Linked DNA regions of Gossypium hirsutum: region 1 is linked to region 2. The links are chromatin contacts, called in public Hi-C maps. All regions are on one chromosome and are shown on one strand. The core of a region is the stretch at or near the end of the contact, and the rest is flanking DNA. Distances in the headings are between cores, read along the strand shown. Region 1 holds the start of LOC107954656 (protein PEP-RELATED DEVELOPMENT ARRESTED 1, chloroplastic). Region 2 holds the start of LOC107954653 (AUGMIN subunit 3).

The links. A called contact is a pair of places that touch in the nucleus more often than the background predicts.
Region 1: a Hi-C map of fibers shows a contact between it and region 2, with 1.9 times the contacts expected there. The contact joins the promoter of LOC107954656 here to the promoter of LOC107954653 in region 2. A contact is called at or near these places in 6 of 34 Hi-C or Micro-C datasets (callus, fibers, hypocotyl and 2 more).

What each region holds. Positions count from the first base shown.
Region 1 is chrD07:33,015,283-33,018,680 of Gossypium_hirsutum_v2.1, forward strand. LOC107954656 (protein PEP-RELATED DEVELOPMENT ARRESTED 1, chloroplastic) reads left to right here and starts at 1,949. Exons shown (of 8, transcript XM_016890280.2): 1 at 1,949-2,411; 2 at 2,852-3,007. The coding sequence starts at 2,079. TRNAK-UUU (transfer RNA lysine (anticodon UUU)) reads left to right here and starts at 1,886; the gene lies at 1,886-1,958.
Region 2 is chrD07:32,886,017-32,889,110 of Gossypium_hirsutum_v2.1, forward strand. LOC107954653 (AUGMIN subunit 3) reads left to right here and starts at 1,252. Exons shown (of 18, transcript XM_016890274.2): 1 at 1,252-1,588; 2 at 1,691-1,727; 3 at 1,808-1,911; 4 at 2,170-2,365; 5 at 2,629-2,695. The coding sequence starts at 1,413.

The sequences.
Region 1 (3,398 bases), core at 699-3,198, 130 kb after region 2:
AGATAATATAAATTTTGGAATTTTTATAAATATTTTGAATTTTAAAAATTATTTTGAATTATTTAGTAATTTTTGTTGAGAAAGAGACCAATTTGCTTATTTTCAAACTTTACAAGGACCAAAAGGATATTTACACCTATTTGTTATTTGAATTATTCGAATTGTAAAATTCAACTCGATTTGAACTCAAAACTCGAATTACTTATTCGAGTTGACTCGAATAATTTGAATAACTCAAAATTTAATTTAATTTTTTAAATTTTTTTCAAATTGAATCGAGTTTTACTCCCCGCTAATTCTAACATCTCATATTTATTAGATTATTCCCTAACATCACCCATAGTAAACCAAGATATTGAAGCATCCTTTTTTTTCTTCCCTCACATACTAGAATATCAGTAGCTCTTAAAATCCATTTATCACCCAATTCTAATTGCATTATAAAGGCATTAACTTTTCTGCAGAAGTGTTTTTAGGTTCTTGTAGTCTCTTTGTTCCTCAAACAATTGTTGTCTATCTATCAACGAATTTAGCCAGGTTGCTTCCAATAGAAATCCTATTTCTTTTCAAATAAGATTTCAAAATCGGATATTCCATTAAACATTCTTTTCCCTTTCTATTGATTACCTTAATTCACTTTTTTGTAGCTTATATTATGATCGAAAACTCCGTCATATCATATAAAATTGTGTCTTCTAATTTATGAACACTATTCAATATATCATCTATCATATCATTTTGAGAAAATTTACTCCAAAAACTTGCACCATCATCACTTTTAAATCCATGAACAATGTGTCCTCTAAGAGTATATAGCCTTTATAAGAAGGATTTTATGAAGTGTATAAAGATTTTATAACTTTTATTGTAGAATTTTCATATACGTCTTCATACAAAAATAATATAGATGTTATAATATAGTCTTCATAAACTTAATTTGCTATTAGATCAAAATTTGATTGAAATATTTGGCTTGACGTGTTTCATGGAAAAACTTTTTTTATCCAATAATAGATATATAATTATATTTTAATATAAAATATATGTTCTAAAATTAAAATATATTATTATAGTATAAAATGTTTTTTTTACAAAAATTTAAATAAAAATAATTTCTTAAATTTAAATTATGCATGTGTATTTGAAAAATTATAAAGTAATGATATTTGCTTATAATTTACCTACCTAATTACCCCAATTCTCAACAATTCTCTAAGAATTGAAGAGTGTAATTAAAGTGTTCCAATTACAACCAATTCAATAAAACCTACTAATTATAATATAATTATAAGTAATTACTACCAAATCTAATTATTAGGTGACTTTCTAAAGACTATCTAATCATTGAGGATGAACCTTCATTGAATAGAAATAGATGCTACGATGGCATATGTTTTCTAGTCAATCAAACTATGAGCTTTCTTGGAAGGGTCAGAAATTTCAACCTCATCCATCATGAGTACGTGCCTACGTAGGGACTCCAAATTTCACGACAAATTTATCCTCTTACAACACCTCCTGATGAAATTGGAATCTCTCCAAATTACCCACAAAATGTCAATTATCGCTAGGCAGCCTACGATGCATAGGAAGATAAAGTACTTATGGGAAACATTTGCACCCTTTAAACGCATATCCGATTACATATATAGACAAGTTACCACTCAATGGACTTTCTTATACAGAGAACGATACTTAGTTGTTCTAATATCCCATGGCACTAATTGTACTGCTTTTGTGCTTTACTTTTTGCCCTTGTACACAAAAAAGAAAAAAGTGAGAGTTCTTATAAAACAATGGACCCTTTTTGTTTCTTCGCTTTCCAAACGACTTTACATTCATATTTATCTTTCTGTTACTTGTGTAAATGCGTTCAGAACCCAACGCCGTCTTAGCTCAGCCGGTAGAGCGCATGGCTTTTAACCATGTGGTCGTGGGTTCGATTCCCACAGACGGCGTTTTGTTTTCATAATTTTATTTGACCTTTTTATAAGAACCTGAATTAGGATATGTATTATTTTATTTTTTGTCCTCTGGTATTTCTCCAAAACCCAAACCCCTTCCCCCCACGATAGAAAATGTTGAAGAGCAGTGTCTTCTTCTCCTTCCCTAGTTGTTCCGCTCCAAATCTTCCTTCGCTCTTCTTCCCCACCTCAGTCCCCTTTAGCTTCTCTACCCCCCACTTCCATTGCCAAATAAAACAACTCAAGGTAACGAAGCAGCAATTCTTCTGCCGCGTGTCCTCCAGCTATGAAGTTGGTGGAGGCTATCCTGATGAAGAACTTGAACGAACTTATAAAACCCAGACCCAGCAACTTCAAGGCAGTCAGAACTTAGATTCTTCTCAGTATGATGCTTTACTCAAAGGAGGAGACCAAGTCATTTCTGTTCTTGAAGAAATTATTACCCTTGTAAGCTCTCCATTCTTCTTTCCTTACTGCTATCCTTTAAAGAGGTTGTCTTTTGAAGGATGCTTGAATTTATTTGTGGTGGATACTGGTTTTAAGGGCATTAATACCCACAAATTTACACCACTAGTTGGCAGTTTTAATATGCTTATGAAAACTTTCAAGACATGTCTACAGACCCCACAATTAAGCTGCAACAGTAGTTGAATTGTGACTTAGGACTTTAGCTGCCTGTTTTATGTACCAGGCAGTAGCTAGCATCTCTGTGACTTATATTTGTATTGTTTGCATCCTATTATAAACCAATTTTTATTTTCAGATCAGGCTTTTCTGTGAATCATTCTTTAGAAAGTTGAATCCCTCTTCTTCAATCTTCACAAAGACTGTAGTGATTAGCGAATTGCATCTCTGTCTTGACTATCTGATATGCATGGTTGGTTCAGTTGGAAGATATGAACATGGATGAGGCATCTGAGGAGGTAGCAGTTGAGTTAGCTGCACAAGGAGTAATTGGGAAAAGGGTTGACGAAATGGAATCAGGGTTCATGATGGCTCTAGATTACATGATCCAAGTTGCTGAAAAGGACCAAGATGATAAGGTAGAGCAACTTTAATTGTGCATTGGTCACATTTTTTAAGGTTCAAGTGTAGAATACCTCTTTTGCAAAATAGATGTTGTAAGCTTTTAGATGCAGTAGTTCAGGTTTCGAATTTGTTCGCTGTTCACTTGGATGCTGTATAAAAATGAAGCTTTATTTACTTTTGACTTTGTTATAAATTAACCAGGCTCCAAGAGCAAGCTATATCACATGCCAAAATTGGTTTTTTGAACTGTAAATATTTTTTCATGTCTTTTCATTGTGTATTTTAAGATGTAAGATGACTATAATGTTTATTGAAAATAAGAATTTCAGCATGAGTTTGTCAAACATGATTTGAAGAATAATTGAACTTGATCGCGTATTCCATGTACTGCTCTACTATCTGCCT
Region 2 (3,094 bases), core at 2-2,501:
TTATGTTCGCTTAGTCATAATTTCTCTATTCCGAAGTGAAGACATTTGCGAGCGGAGTTTGCTTCGAGCCCACGCTTCAATATATATTCACAAGCATTCTCTTATCTCTTTCTTTTATTTATATTTTGTTAACCTGATCAATTAACGTTTGTATGAATGTTTGAATAATTTTTTGCACTTTATTTATATCTTGCATGTTTCGGTTAACAAACTAATTTATCTGTTAAGTAATTATTGATCTGAAATTGGGTATTTATTCAAGAGTACTTAGTATATTAGGGAGTGACGCCTCCTAATAGAATATTTAGATAGGTGAGACTGGAAGAGTACCTTGTCGTGTATAACTTGTGCCAAGCGGTGAGACCGATAGGGTATTGGTATGCCTAGGAAGAGACTAGAATGGCAACTTAGGTGGTAGTCCTTAGTGAATATGAGGTTGGAAGGGTATTCTTAGCTAAGGGTGATAAATAACTTAATCGAGGATAATTAATTATTTAATTAGATAATTAGAGATTTAATCGATCTTGGGCTAAAGGCTTGCATTGTCAACACTAGGAATAGGAAATTCTATTAGGTTAATTTAGGTATATTAATTTAATTAGTTTAATTAAAATATTAATTTAAATTCACATTGCTAGTTTGTGACTCGATTAGATTAGTAATTATTTTCTATAATTAATTTAATAATAGTTTCTCTAATATGCAATCCATTGCGTACAATCCTCGGAATATTTAATGATGTTTTGTTGTAACATAAATCTATATTATAATTTGACATGTACGCTTGCAGATACCGCACTTAAATATTTATATTTTTATCTGCACAATTTATACTCTAAACGTTCACATGTTTGGAGGCGGTATAAAAATCATTTGCTTTTTGGTTATCTTGATTAGATGCCTTTTGATATTCTAAAATTGTATTCCTTAGGCCTTTAATACTCATGACAAAGAATTCTTACCTAAGATATCAAGAGTCGCAAATACGGTTTTGGTAAGATTCAACATTATTCAACCTAATATACAGTTATAAAATTAAATATAAGTTTAATAATTATGCAATAAATTTTAAAAAATTAAATATAAGTTTGATTGAAATGATAAAATTAAATTATTAAAAATTATAACACTTATAAAATTATTCTAAAATTTCTATAAAGTAATAATATAATATGTTTCATAAAATATTGAATATTAGTATGCGAGTGGAGATTAAAAAATAATATGCTTTCCTGCAGGCTAAAATGGTTTTCATTTTATTTTTATTAATAGGATTTTAATTTATGTATTATTTTCAGGGAGGCCGGCGCCAAAACAACCCTTCTCTCTGTTTCTCACAAAATGAAAGTTTGAAACTAACAACATTTTTGAAATGAAGATAAAGATCTGAGAGAGTGAGAGAGGAAGTGAAAATGAGTGGGGCGAGACTATGCACATTACTAGGGGATTTGGGATACGAAGGGGCAGAGAAATTGGACCCCGATAGCTTCGAATGGCCTTTCCAATACGACGACACCCGCCCCATCCTTGACTGGATCTGCTCCTCCCTCCGCCCTTCCAATGTCCTCTCCCTCTCCCAACTCTCCCTGTCAGTTCCCTTTCTATTTCTCCTTTTTCTTTAGGAATAAGCATCGATAGATTAAACCTCCTTTTAGGTTATCATTGACGGGATCAATTTCAATTTGTGCAGGTATGAGCAAATCGTACAAGAAGGGAAGCTGTTGGAGGTAAATTTTGCTTCATTTCCTCTTCTTTTTCTGCAAATTTCGGGCTTAGCCATTAATATCGGTTTATTATAATGAAATAGGGGGAAGACTTGGACTTTGCTTATGATAGCATTTCGGCCTTCTCGTCGAGGAGGGACAACCAGGAGGCGGTTTTTGGAGCTGAAGAAGGATTAAAAGATATTAGGTATTCTTTCACTTTCTCTCTCTGCACTGCACACATGCTTCACATTGCCTCATTATTGTTGTTTCCTTAGCATCCTTTTTTTTCCCTGTTATTTAAAGAGGTTAAGCATAATACAACTCAAGCTTAAGCTGACAACCCTGAATGCATCATTCTTGATATAGCTTTTTTAGAGAGGATTCTATGTGCGTACTCCAGGAAGCGAAAGAATTCTTTAATTATGGTGCATGTTATACTGATGGATTTCTTAATTGTCTTTAGGGATGCAACTGTAGCATATAAAGCTGAAGCTTTAGAGCTACAGAAACAACTTAGGCATTTGCAGTCTCAGTTTGACATGCTTACAGGTCAGGCTTCAGCTTTGATCCAAGGCAGACGAGCACGGGTTGCAGCAACATCTGCTGCTAATGGACACCTTACAACCATAGATGATAGTCTCTCGGGAAGGAACTTGCAGGTAAGTAAATCTAGGGAATCTCTCATTACTTTAAATGTTTGAAACATATTATGTTCAAATTTGATCAAAGTGAGGTGGAAGGTATTTCTCTGAGTTGTTTATGCTGCATTACATGGCTTCACAGCACCGAGTATAAAAGGATTAACATGAAAATTTAATATCAAAAGCTATCCTTTTATTTACATTGCTTTCTTCTCGGAGGATACTGTTTATCTGCTTTAACATCGAAGGAGTGGTCTTCTTTTTGTGTGTCTGTGATTTAGATGAATGAAGTTCTTGGAAAAATAGCATCTACAGCACAAGAGCTGGCGCATTACCATTCTGGAGATGGTACTGTTTTTATTCTTTTCTTTCCATCAGAGATGTTAGATTCTATGCTGTTATGTTCTTTTTCAAAACAATGCATTTGTTTTTACCCAATTGTGTAAGAGGGTAAGCCCGCTTTGGGTTTGACTTGGATGAAGAAAGACTGATCTTAACCCAGCCTAGTCAATAACCTCGTCCCTCTTCCCTTTTTCCCATTTGGAAACCTATCATTTTGCATGGGTTACTTTGAATATCATTAGCCTGCTGCATTTGGTTTGTAACTTTTGGTGTGTATTTGGTTATTTCCATGGTGATAAATGAACGTTAACCTTTGTTGGTTCTCAAAAACTATGTCAAATAACAAATAGATATAGGAGCCTGAGGTAATGTGTGCCTAGCATTAGGGGAATGTAAGAGTGGAGG